Linked DNA regions of Sus scrofa: all the other regions are linked to region 3. A link is a contact called in public Hi-C and promoter capture Hi-C data. All regions are on one chromosome and are shown on one strand. The core of a region is the stretch at or near the end of the contact, and the rest is flanking DNA. Distances in the headings are between cores, read along the strand shown. Region 1 holds the start of NT5DC4 (5'-nucleotidase domain-containing protein 4). Region 2 holds the start of POLR1B (DNA-directed RNA polymerase I subunit RPA2). Region 3 holds the start of SLC20A1 (sodium-dependent phosphate transporter 1).

Region 1 (3,669 bases), core at 1,056-3,555, 71 kb after region 3:
CTCGGCATGCACCGATGTGGGGAAAAGCAGGTCACATCAGACCACATCACCTGATGAGCAACTAACTACCAGCTACCAGCTATCAACTACAAGCATGGCTGGGCATAAGCCCCACATGTTCAGTCAGCCCTTGGAGATGGCCAGGAGTTCACCCGGAGAAGTGGCCTGAGAACCACTGAAGTGACTGTATTTGAATGTCACCGCATGACTTCCATGTCCTCGAGGGGAGGGAGTCTGGGGATAGATCCTTGAGTTCCGCTGTGGCAAAAGAAAGATACGTTTAATATATTTGCCATGCTAACTCCCAGGGGGAGGGCTGAGGAAGTTCCCTAGTGATGCCCCACAACCAGGTGTTCTTCCTCCTGCGTCTTTTTTTTTTTTTTTTTTTTTTGTCTTTTGTCCTTTTAGAGCTGCGCCTGCGACATATGGAGGTTCCCACGCTAGGGGTGGAATTGGAGCTGCAGCTGCCAGCCTACACCATTCCATAGCCATGTCAGATCCAAGCCACGTCTGTGACCTACACCACAGCCGCAACAACTCGGGATCCTTAACCAACTGAGTGAGGCCAGGGATCCAACCCGCATCCTCACAGACACTATGTTGTGTTCATAACCCATTGAGCCACAATGGGAACTCCATCCAGGTTAAAACTCTGAATGGAAATCATTGAGCTTTGTCACAAAGCCAGTAATTGTGGACTCTTAGGACCTATATACAGCTGTACACTCAATGGTCCCGCTTGCTCTGTTTTTTGATATTCACTTTTTAATTTTGATTTTCTTTTTTTGATTCTGTGATTCTAGTCATCATTGCTGCTTATAGCTCCTGGCATACTTCTAGCAGCAATTACTTCTTTTTTGGGGGATGGCCATCCCCACGGCATGTGGAAGTTCCCGTGCAGGGATCGACCCACGCCACAGCAGTGATAATGCCAGATCCTTAACCTGCTCAGTTACCAGGAACTCCAAAGTTACTTCTTCAAATGGCCTTGGCCTTGGAAGACTTATAACCAATTATGTTAGAATTGTGTGTATTATAAATCAATTATACTTCAACAAAATTTTAAAAAATTATAATAAAAATTAAATGTGTGTAAAGCAAGAGTCCTAAGTTCTTTCTTTATTAGACATTCTTTTATTTATTTTTTATTCTTTCATTGTTTCTTTTTTAGGGCCGCACCTGTGGCACATGGAAGTTCCCAGGCTAGGGGTCAAATTGGAGTTGCAGCTGCTGGCCTGCGACGGGTCCTTAATCCACTGAGGGATGACAAGGGATGGAACCTGCATCCTCATGGGTACTCTCTGGATTCTTAACCCACTGAGCCACAACGGGAACCCCTATACTCTTTTACTTTACTTTTATTTTATTTTATTTTTCACTCTTTTATTTTTATTTTTATTTATTTATTTATTTTTAGGGCCGCATCCGCAGCACATGGAGGTTCCCAGGCTAGGCGTTTAATCGGAGATGTAGCTGCCAGCCTACTCCACATCCACAGCAATGTCAGATCCGAGCTGCATCTGTGAAATACACCACAGCTCATAGCAACAACGGATCCTTAACCCACTGCGCAAGGCCAGGAATCGAACCCTCGACCTCATGGTTCCTAGGTGGATTCGTTTCCTCTGCGCCACGACAGGAACTCCCACTCTTATTTTTATTTTATTTATTTATTTATTTATTTATTTATTTTTGTCTTTTTGCTATTTCTTTGGGCCGCTCCCGCGGCATATGGAGGTTCCCAGGCTAGGGGTCGAAACGGTGCTGTAGCCACTGGCCTACGCCAGAGCCACAGCAACGCGGGATCCGAGCCGCGTCTGCGACCTAAACCATAGCTCACGGCAATGCCAGATCCTTAACCCACTGAGCAAGGGCAGGGACCGAACCCGAAACCTCATGTTTCCTAGTTGGATTCGTTAACCACTGCACCATGACGGGAACTCCCCACTCTTATTTTTAAAGCACACAAGACTCCTGCCTTTGTAACCCCTAAGTTTGCTTCATTCTGGGTCCTCTGTTCCTTTCTAGGTGATTGAGGTTCTTGGAGGCATGAGCCCTGGAAGTGGAGGTGGCACAGTATAGACGAACCTGGTCATTACCGCTTTCTTTTCTTAAAGGAGGGAGGGGACACGGGGGACTCTCCTGGCTGACTCCTCCCTCAAAGGAGGAGGAGATGGGGACCCAGGGTGGGGCCAGCTGGGTCAGCGGTGTCTGAACTCTTTAAGGCGAGGGGACCTGCTGGGCCCCACTGATAGTGTGTAGGTGGCTGGAAAAGGGACCACTGGCTCCTGGATCCTGGCAGCGATGGCCAGCGTGGACAGGGGAGAGCCAAGGGTGGCCCGAGGGGAGCCGCAGACCGTGGAGCAGGACTGGCACTGGTGGTGAGACAGGCACTTGGGATGGGGGTGATGGTGGGGAATTTCAATAAACACCCCCTTTCCTAACATAAGCCCACAGCACAGCAGCTCTGAGAGAGACTCCTTCAAATACACTGAAAGAAGGACACCTAAAACACAAACACCTGCACTCGCAAAGGGACACAGTCTGTGGGTGGACAGGGACGTGTCAGATGGAAACCTGGAGAGTGCACACTTGGCAGGGAGGGGCTCTCCCCCCTCACACACAGACACACACACAGACACACACATGCCTATACCTGCTGGCGCCCCCCGTGGCACCCCCCCGCTTCTGTGACCAACGGGTCATCTCTCAGCTTGGACACAGTGACCCCACTCAGGAAAGTGACACCCCCACTGAAAACGGCACATCTTGGCTCACGGGGATGTCCCCAGCACACTGGCATGGTGAGATGGAACCTTATACACTCTCACACCTACGCTCACATGCATGTGCTCAGACACACACAGACTCGGAGAGGCCCTGGGCTTTTTGTTCAGGGAGGTGATCCCAGTGTCCTCCTGCTTCCAGGATTTTTGTCAACCGCAGCCTGGCACTGGGGAATATCTGCTGCTTCGGCTTTGACATGGACTACACTCTGGCTGGTAGTGGGAGGGGAGCAAGGCAGGGAATCGGGGGCTGGGGGAGCCGAGGGTGGGCGCCCACGGACCTGGGTCTGCCCCGCCCGCAGCCTACAAGTCCCCGGCCTACGAGATGCTGACCTTCGAGCTGCTGCTGGAGCGTCTGGTGTGCATCGGATACCCGCATGAGATCCTGCGCTACTCCTACGACCCCACCTTCCCCACCCAGGTGCCGGGGCTCGCAGGGCAGGAGGTGGTGACTGCTTGTGGTCCCTGGCATCCCATCCACAGCCTCCGTGCCCTCTCCCAGGGGACTGGTGTTTGATGCTCTCTACGGAAACCTGCTGAAGGTGGATGCCCACGGGAACGTGCTGCTGGGCACCCAAGGCTTTACCTTCCTCTCGGAGTAAGGGACCCGGTGGGAGCCAGGATGCTGGAGGAAAGACTGGGGTGGGGGAGGGGTGATTCAGGACACTGCAGGGGCCCCACTGCTGGCTGAATAGAGGGAGAGAAGGAGGGGTCGAGGCGGGAAGTAATGGCAGGGCCTGGCCAGGCCTCTAGGGGGCGCTGGGGAGAGGGCATCAGCCACACTCAGCGCCCCCGCTCCGCAGGGCAGAGATATGGGGCTTCTACCCCAGCAAGTTCATTCAGAGGGACGACCTGCGCGTTTCCATGTTCTCAACACACTCTT
Region 2 (3,805 bases), core at 658-3,157, 110 kb before region 3:
ATATTCCAGTGGTCAATAAACACATGACCATATGCTCAGTATCACTGGTCTTTAGGGAAATCCAAAAATCGCAATTAGAAGTTCCCTCGTGGTTCATCAGGTTAAGGATCCAGCACTATCACTACTGTGGCTCTGTTTACACCTGTGGTGTGGGTTCCATCCCTGGCCCAGGAAATTCTGCATGCCACTGGCATGGCCAAAAACAAAACAAAACAAAAAAACATAAAAATCACTACCAGATACTGCACATGTACTGGAGTGGATATAATTTTTTTAAAAGACACAGTAACAAACACTGATGCAGATACGGAGAAACTGCAATCCTCATACATTGCTAGTGGGAATGTAAAATTGGACAGCTGCCTTTGGAAAAATTTGGCAGTACCTCAAAAAGTTAAACATGGAGTTACCAAATGACCCAGAAATTCCATTCCTAGCTGGAATACCTAAGAGAATTGAAAACATATGTCCATTAAAAAACTTGTGCATGGATATTTCTAGCAGTATTACTCATAATAGCCAAGGTGGAAATAATCCAAATGTCCATTAACCGGTAGATAAACAAAATGTATATTTCAACCCTGAAAAGGCCAAAGTACTGATAGATGCTGAAACATGAATGAACCTTTGAGTTCCCAGTTGTGGTGCAGCAGAAATGAACCCCACTAGGAACCATGAGGTTGTGGGTTCCATCCCTAGCCTTGCTCAGTGGGGTTAAGGATCTGGGCTTTTGTGTGAGCTGTGGTGTAGTTCAAAGACTGGACTTGGATCCTGTGTGGCTGTGGCGCAGGCCAGCAGCTATAGCTCGGATTTGACCCATAGCCTATGAACCTCCATATGCGGCAAGTGAGGCCCTAAGAAAAGCAAAAGAAACAGACGAGTAACTGTTTTTGTTCGGCCTCGCCTACAGCATGCAGAAGTTCCCAGGCCAAGAATGGAACCCTAGCCACATTAGTGACAAAGTCTGATTCTTAAACCACTATGCCACCAGGGACCACCCCCCCCCCCTTTTTGGCGAGATCTCTTTTTTAAAACACATTTTTTCCCCCTGTTTCTTTTTAGGGCTGCCCCTGCAGCATACAAAAGTTCCCGGGCTAGAAGTCAAATCCAAGCTACAGCTGCCAGCCTACACCACAGCCACAGCAACACCAGATTCCAACTGCATCTGCGACCTACACCACAGCTTGTGGCAACACTGGATTCTTAACCCATTGAGTGAGGGATTGAACCTGCATCCGCACAGATACCAGTCAGGTTCTTAACCCACTGAGCCACAATGGGAACTCTGAGAGAGTAACTTTTAAAAAGTGATAGGGGAATGAAAATTACCCACTGACCTAGGTAAAGATGAAATTAGGGCAGGAGGATGCTTTTGGGAGTGGTGAGTTAATTCGTTGCCTTAATTGTGGTGGTGGCTTCGAGGATGTGTACATAGGTCAAAAATTATCAACGTGTACACTTTAAATGTGTGTACTGTATTGTATGTCAAATGTGTGTAGTTTATTGTACGGCAATAGAGAATACAGCTGTTGAACACACACATTCACAAAAGATGAAGGTGAAAGACAGCTGCAGGCATTCCCTGATAAAATCTGTATTCTGGGAAGACAGTGCTTCATAGGACTCATAGTAGACTCAAAGGATCTTAAGGCTAGAAGGCCCCTCGGTCTCCAGTCTAGAACGTGGGAAGCGGGTAGTGAGGGCAGGCCACTTCTTGACCATCCCAGCAATGGGCTTTCGCGACTTCAGAATTGGGTAGAGAGAGCAGTTTGGTGCGCAACATCTGCTTTTCCCTTGAAGCCAGGACTCAGGTTGGGTGTCACCCCACAATCTGCCTCAGCATTGGATCGCAAAGCGGTCAAGACGAAGATCAGGAAATCTATGAAGACAGCTTTCCGCGGGTCCTAACAGGGCAAAGGCGAGCGGAAGATGTCTCACGTCGAATTGGCGCTGGAGCGGGTTTCCACCTTCCAAGCAGCGCACAGCGCAGGTAAGAGACCGGGAGATCCCTCTGCGCTCCCGCTGTACACAGTTTTAAACCGGCCCATTCGTTCCACAGTACTGGTTTCAAGTCGGCTCTATAAAATCGGAGCGCCCAGGGTAGGCGGAACAAAAGAAACTACATTTCCCTGCAGGCCGTGGGTACCCGGTCCCAGCCACTCTTTCCGGCGCGTGCCGAGTGGTAGAAGAGACGCCCGGTGTGCAGGCATGGATCCCAGCAGCCGGTGGCGGAACTTGCCCAGCGGGCCCAGCCTGAAGCATTTGACCGACCCTTCTTACGGGATCCCGCGGGAACAGCAAAAGCCAGCATTGCAGGAGCTGACGCGGGCGCACGTCGAGTCCTTCAACTACGCCGTGCGCGAGGGGCTCAGCCACGCGGTGCAGGTGAGCGCGCCGTCCTCCTAGGCTTCCCTTCGCTCTGAGTTGCCGGCGCAGCCAGCCTCTCTGCGACAGGCGGGCGGAGGAGAGGGGCCCGGCGGGGCTGGAGGAGGGAGGCAAAGGCGGAAGTGGGGGCGGGGCGGCGTGTGGAGTGCTGGAGGAGCGGGCAGGAGGACTGAGGCTCGGGGCTTGGGAGGGTGAGGGAAATGATCCAGGAGGTGGGGGGAGTGCGGCACGGGCCTAGGGCAGAGGACCCAGAGAGGTGACGGCGTGGGTGTCACGGTAGAATCTCAAATAGTTGTACTCCTTGACCGTGTGCTAGGCTCAGCGCGGAGGTATCTTGAGGAAGACGGGAGTGAAGTATTAGAGCGAGATTCAGTAGGAAATATTTGGTCCACAGTTAAGTGATTGGTAACATTTGCTCCACATTAAAGTGGTCTAGAGGGTGATGGTAACAGAGTTCAGGTGAAATTGATAAGCATCCACGTGGCCCCAGATGCTGGGCTTAGATGGCGAGGAAGAAGCAAGCCTGTGTTAAGAGACGGTTTTTGGTTTTAAGCGCTGGGAATTATGTTTTGGGTGGAGGTGGTGGAGCCGCGAAGGCAGTTGGTGCCACTTCTCTAGAGAACTGCGCTGCCAAGTGGCTGTGTAGGGTACCTTGGAGCACATGGGAGATGCAGCTAATCCAGGTGTTTGAAAAAGGGCAGGATTCCCAGGATTGAAGAAGAGGGGAAGTGAAGGGGCAGAGCTCAGGAACTCGATCCTGTGCTTACATTGGGTAGGACTTGAGTTATGGGACAGGTAGAATGAAGATGAAGAGCTGTGCCTGAAGATGAAGTCTCTGATGCTTGAACTCTCTTCTGCAAATAAGAGCCACTGAGGCTTCTTTGAAGATTCCCTCACCTTTTTGCAAAAGACAGAATAATTTTGTCTGATGGGAAATAACTTCTGTCATGCCTGGACTCGTGCTGTATCATGTGTATGAGAAAAATTATACATCTACTTAAACGTTAATTGGTACTGGATTTATCAAAACAGTGAAAAAGAGCCCAGGATTGATATGATTAACAAAGGCTCATTCTCAAATAATAGAGCACACGTACATCAGATTTTTTAGGGATGTTATGTAGACCAGCAATTCTCAAACTTTTTGCTTCCAGGACCCATTTCTGCTTTTCAAATTCTTTTTTTTTTTTTTGTCTTTTTGTTGTTGTTGTTGTTGTTGCTATTTCTTGGGCCGCTCCTGCGGTATATGGAGGTTCCCAGGCTAGGGGTTGAATCGGAGCTGTAGCCACCGGCCTACGCCAGAGCCACAGCAATGCGGGATCTGAGGTGTGTCTGCAACCTACACCACAGCTCACGGCAACGCCGGATCATTAACCCACTGAGCAAGGGCAGGGACCGAACCTGAAACCTCATGGTTCCT
Region 3 (3,833 bases), core at 215-2,714:
TAACCTTGAAATAAAGTAAAGGTGGAGGAAGGAGCACAACTGAAGGTGCCAGAATTACATTGAAATTGTGCTCCAGGATCAGTGCTCCCGGACATGTACTTTCTTTTTTTGGCCATGACCTTGGGACTTAGAGCTTTGTAAGTTACTCATATAACTCCACCAGATTTGCTAGGTAGGTCAGAGGATACTCAGGTGGAGGTTAAGCCTCCAAAGATGACCCATACACAGCAATGATTTACAACCTCTGTGTTCTCACTATTCAGTGCCCAGCTTCTAGAGACGGGAAAAGGTGGGGAGAGCTCCAGAACATTCTAAGCCTGGCTGTGTTTCTGGTTGGAATTCTTTAATCCCACCACAACCCTGACAAGAGAGCAGACCTTAATCTCCCTTGGCACGACTGCTTAGTCTTGATCTTAAGCAGAATAATGAAATATCCCCAAATGTGCAGAGCAAATCTTATTAATGTCAAAACTAGATTATATACCATGAAGAAAGGCCAAAAATCAACTTACTTGAAAATAGGAAAGCTTCCAGGAGGCAAAGAGAAAACCCCTCACATCCTTTTCTACATTCTAAAACAGGAATATTCACGGAAATGAGCATTCACTGAACACCTACAGAGATCTACTCACATTCACACACGTTAACTCATTTAATTCCCGCTACCAGGTAGGTACTGATTGTTAACAATTTACATTCCTGAGAGCAAAGTCAGAGAGATCTGAAGTCGCTCAAGGTGACACTTGCAGTAAGTAGGAGTAAGGATTTGAATCCGAAGCAGTAGCCTTCCCTCTCCCCGGGGCCACAGCCGCGGTGCAGAAAACGCAGGAGGTCTGCCACGGGGAAATTAATGATCCACAGCTACCCAGTGGCTCTGCGCCACAACTGGGAGACAACCTGGTTCTCGTGACTTCTCAGTCTTACGGTTTTCATCCAAGTGCATGACTGCGGGAGCAAGGGGACCACGTGAGCCCTCTCCCTCCCCCGGCGAGGGACAGTGCCTGTCCGGCCAAGGGCAAGTCACAGGTGCGACAACGTGCCAGGACTGGATCCGGAGCCCCAGGGCGCCAGCTCCCCTGCAGCGTCAACAGGAGGAAGGGAGGGAGGGAACTCGGCCAGGTGTGGCCTCCGGATGCTGCAGGTCACAAGTGCGCGGAAAGTGCTGCTAGAGGTGCGGCCTGCTCCGTAAAGCTCAGCTCGCGAGGCGGTAACTATAACCTTGGTCTTGTCCTCTATGACCCCCGCGGTGAGGGTCCCCCGCCGCCCCCATCACTAGCCTACAGGGCCAGACGGTGCCACGGCTCCAGGGCAAGGCCGCAGGGAGCGAGCTGGCCCTCCCCACGTGGACAGGCTCCCCTCTGGGGGCGTGGCCTCCGGCGCCAGACAGGCCAATGAGTGCCGCCGTCGGGATCCCCCAGAGGGGCACGCCGGGCTGGCGGGGGCTGCGTCAGCCCGAGGGCGGGGCTCCTGGGCCGGCGCGAGGCGCGGTGGGTCACGCGGGGCGCGGCGCGGGCTATAAGTAGAGGCCGGCAGCGTGCGCCGCTAGATGATGGCTGCCGGCGCGCGCAGCATGCTTCTTTTGCTCGGTTGCTGAGGCGCCCGCGGCTGTTTCCCGGGTGGGCCTCCACCCCCGCCGAGCTTTCCCCGAGCCTCCGGGCCCGGGCAGTGTGCTCGCCGACCGCAGGTACGTGTGTCCGAGGCTCTAGCCCGCCGCCTGGACCTCTCCGTCTCCCGCTCAGCTCCTCGTTTCCTCTGGTGAGTGGCGGTGCCGCCTTAGAAAGGCTCTTTCTTCTCCCCGGGGCCCGGCGCGGACGCTGCGGCGCGGGGTCAGCCGGCTGGGCTGGTACCAGTGGCGGGGTTCTGCTTGCGTCGCTGCCTGCCTCCCTCCCCCACCCCCCCCACCCCGCCCGGCGGCTCCGCCGCCCGCGGGCCTTTTTGGCGGTCCCCGGGCGGCGCGCGCGGGAACAGCCCTTTTCCGGTTTTCGCGCGGAGGGCGCGCGCGGGCTGGCGGCGCGGGGCCCGGCCCGGGCTGGGCGCGCGCGGGCCGAGGTGGTCCCGGCGCCACGTGCCCGCCGCCGGCTGGTCCTGTTCGGGGCGGGGTCAGCGGATTGCAGGCTGTGGGCACGGCAGGGCCCCCCCCAGCCTGCGTGAGCCCGCGTGGGGTGCGGAGCCAGCCCCCCAAGGACGCGCCGTTATTGTTACTTTCCCTCTTCTTCCAGGATGAACTTGCGTCCTTTCTCTTCTCCGCCATGGAATTCTGCTCCGTGCTTCTAGCCCTCCAGAGCCAAAGAAACCCCAGACAACAGATGCCCATACGCAGCGTATAGCAGTAACTCCCCAGCTCGGTTTCTGTGCCGTAGTTTACAGTATTTAATTTTATATAATATGTATTATTTATTAGAGCATTTTTGATACCTCATATTCTGTTTACACATCTCGAAAACCGCTCAGTAATTCTCTTGTTAAATTAAAGAACCACTACTCTAGAGAATGGCATCTACCGTGGCAACGCTGATCACCAGTACTATTGCTGCTTCTGGTCCATTGGTAGATTACCTATGGATGCTTATCCTGGGCTTCATCATTGCATTTGTCCTGGCCTTCTCCGTGGGAGCCAATGATGTAGCAAATTCTTTTGGTACGGCTGTGGGATCAGGTGTAGTGACCCTGAAGCAAGCCTGTATCCTAGCTAGTATCTTCGAAACAGTGGGCTCCGTCCTACTGGGGGCCAAAGTGAGCGAAACGATCCGGAAGGGCTTGATTGACGTGGAGATGTACAACGCGACCCAAGAGCTGCTGATGGCCGGCTCCGTCAGCGCGATGTTTGGTAAGTTCTTTTTCTGTATTGTCCTCTGAACGATGGCTGAGCACATTTCCTGTGGCGGGGTAGTTCTCTCCTTGTGCTCAGTCTTTCAGATTATTTTCTTAGGAATGCCCTGCGTACAAAATGTAATTTGGCAATTTTCTTCATAAAACTTGACCTGTTTCAGGTTCTGCTGTGTGGCAACTAGTGGCTTCGTTTTTGAAGCTTCCCATTTCTGGAACCCATTGTATTGTTGGTGCAACCATTGGTTTCTCCCTGGTGGCGAAAGGGCAGGAGGGTGTCAAGTGGTCTGAACTGATAAAAATTGGTATGTTTAATTCTAAGTGGTTTTTTATTCTTGTCATGTGACCATGGCATTGTGTTATGGGAGTATATGCTTTAAAATTGGAGGGATGGACTAAAGTAAATTTAAAGTGTGTTTTGGGGAAGTCTTTGGTGCAGCAGGTTAAGGAGCTGTTATTGTCACTATTGTGGTGTGGGTCCGATCCCTGGTCTGGGAACTTCTGCATGCCTAATGTCTCGGGCCCCCCAGAAAGTGTTGTTTGGTTCCTGATTTTCATTCGTTGACATGTTTTCTTAATGTGTTCTATTCTAGTGATGTCTTGGTTCGTCTCTCCGCTGCTTTCTGGTATTATGTCTGGAATTTTATTCTTCCTTGTTCGTGCATTCATCCTCCGTAAGGTAATATTTCTCTCCCACTTATGACCTTTCACAGGTTACACGCAATGATATTCAGACCCATAGCATTCTTGCAGATGTGATCAGTGTGTAGGTGTGTGGCCTTGGGAAGTTAGAAAAATTCTTTGTTTTATACACCTGTTGTATGTTGAGTTTTATGAAAGAAGCAAGTTTTCAATATCCAAGAAGGCTTTTGGGAAGGAAAAATTGAATGAATATTACAGGGTGGCAAGAAATTGGATGGAGCTCCTATCTTGGCTCAGTGATTAACGAACCCGACTGGTATCCATGAGGATGCGGGTTCAATCCCTGGCTTCACTCCGTGGGTTAA

The links. Promoter capture Hi-C pulls out the DNA fragments that hold promoters and counts their contacts. Hi-C and Micro-C count contacts between places; a contact is called where the count stands out from the background.
Region 1: a promoter capture Hi-C map of fetal liver shows a contact between it and region 3, with 3 times the contacts expected there. The contact joins the promoter of NT5DC4 here to the promoter of SLC20A1 in region 3. A contact is called at or near these places in 3 of 5 promoter capture datasets (fetal liver, fetal skeletal muscle and liver), 10 of 47 Hi-C or Micro-C datasets (adipose tissue, blood, embryonic fibroblasts and 5 more) and 1 of 2 datasets of contacts at active chromatin or transcription factors (alveolar macrophages).
Region 2: a contact with region 3 is called in a Hi-C map of liver, with 2.6 times the contacts expected there. The contact joins the promoter of POLR1B here to the promoter of SLC20A1 in region 3. A contact is called at or near these places in 6 of 47 Hi-C or Micro-C datasets (embryonic fibroblasts, epiblast stem cells, liver and 1 more).

Annotation. Positions count from the first base shown.
Region 1 is chr3:43,787,758-43,791,426 of Sscrofa11.1, reverse strand. NT5DC4 (5'-nucleotidase domain-containing protein 4) reads left to right here and starts at 2,305. Exons shown (of 18, transcript XM_021088385.1): 1 at 2,305-2,381; 2 at 2,929-3,002; 3 at 3,089-3,202; 4 at 3,285-3,384; 5 at 3,590-3,636; 6 at 3,639-3,669. The coding sequence starts at 2,305.
Region 2 is chr3:43,972,385-43,976,189 of Sscrofa11.1, reverse strand. It overlaps POLR1B (DNA-directed RNA polymerase I subunit RPA2), which reads left to right and starts at 1,907. Exons shown (of 15, transcript XM_003124801.6): 1 at 1,907-2,385. The coding sequence starts at 1,930.
Region 3 is chr3:43,858,178-43,862,010 of Sscrofa11.1, reverse strand. SLC20A1 (sodium-dependent phosphate transporter 1) reads left to right here and starts at 1,464. Exons shown (of 11, transcript XM_021087023.1): 1 at 1,464-1,755; 2 at 2,220-2,827; 3 at 2,991-3,131; 4 at 3,420-3,505. The coding sequence starts at 2,491.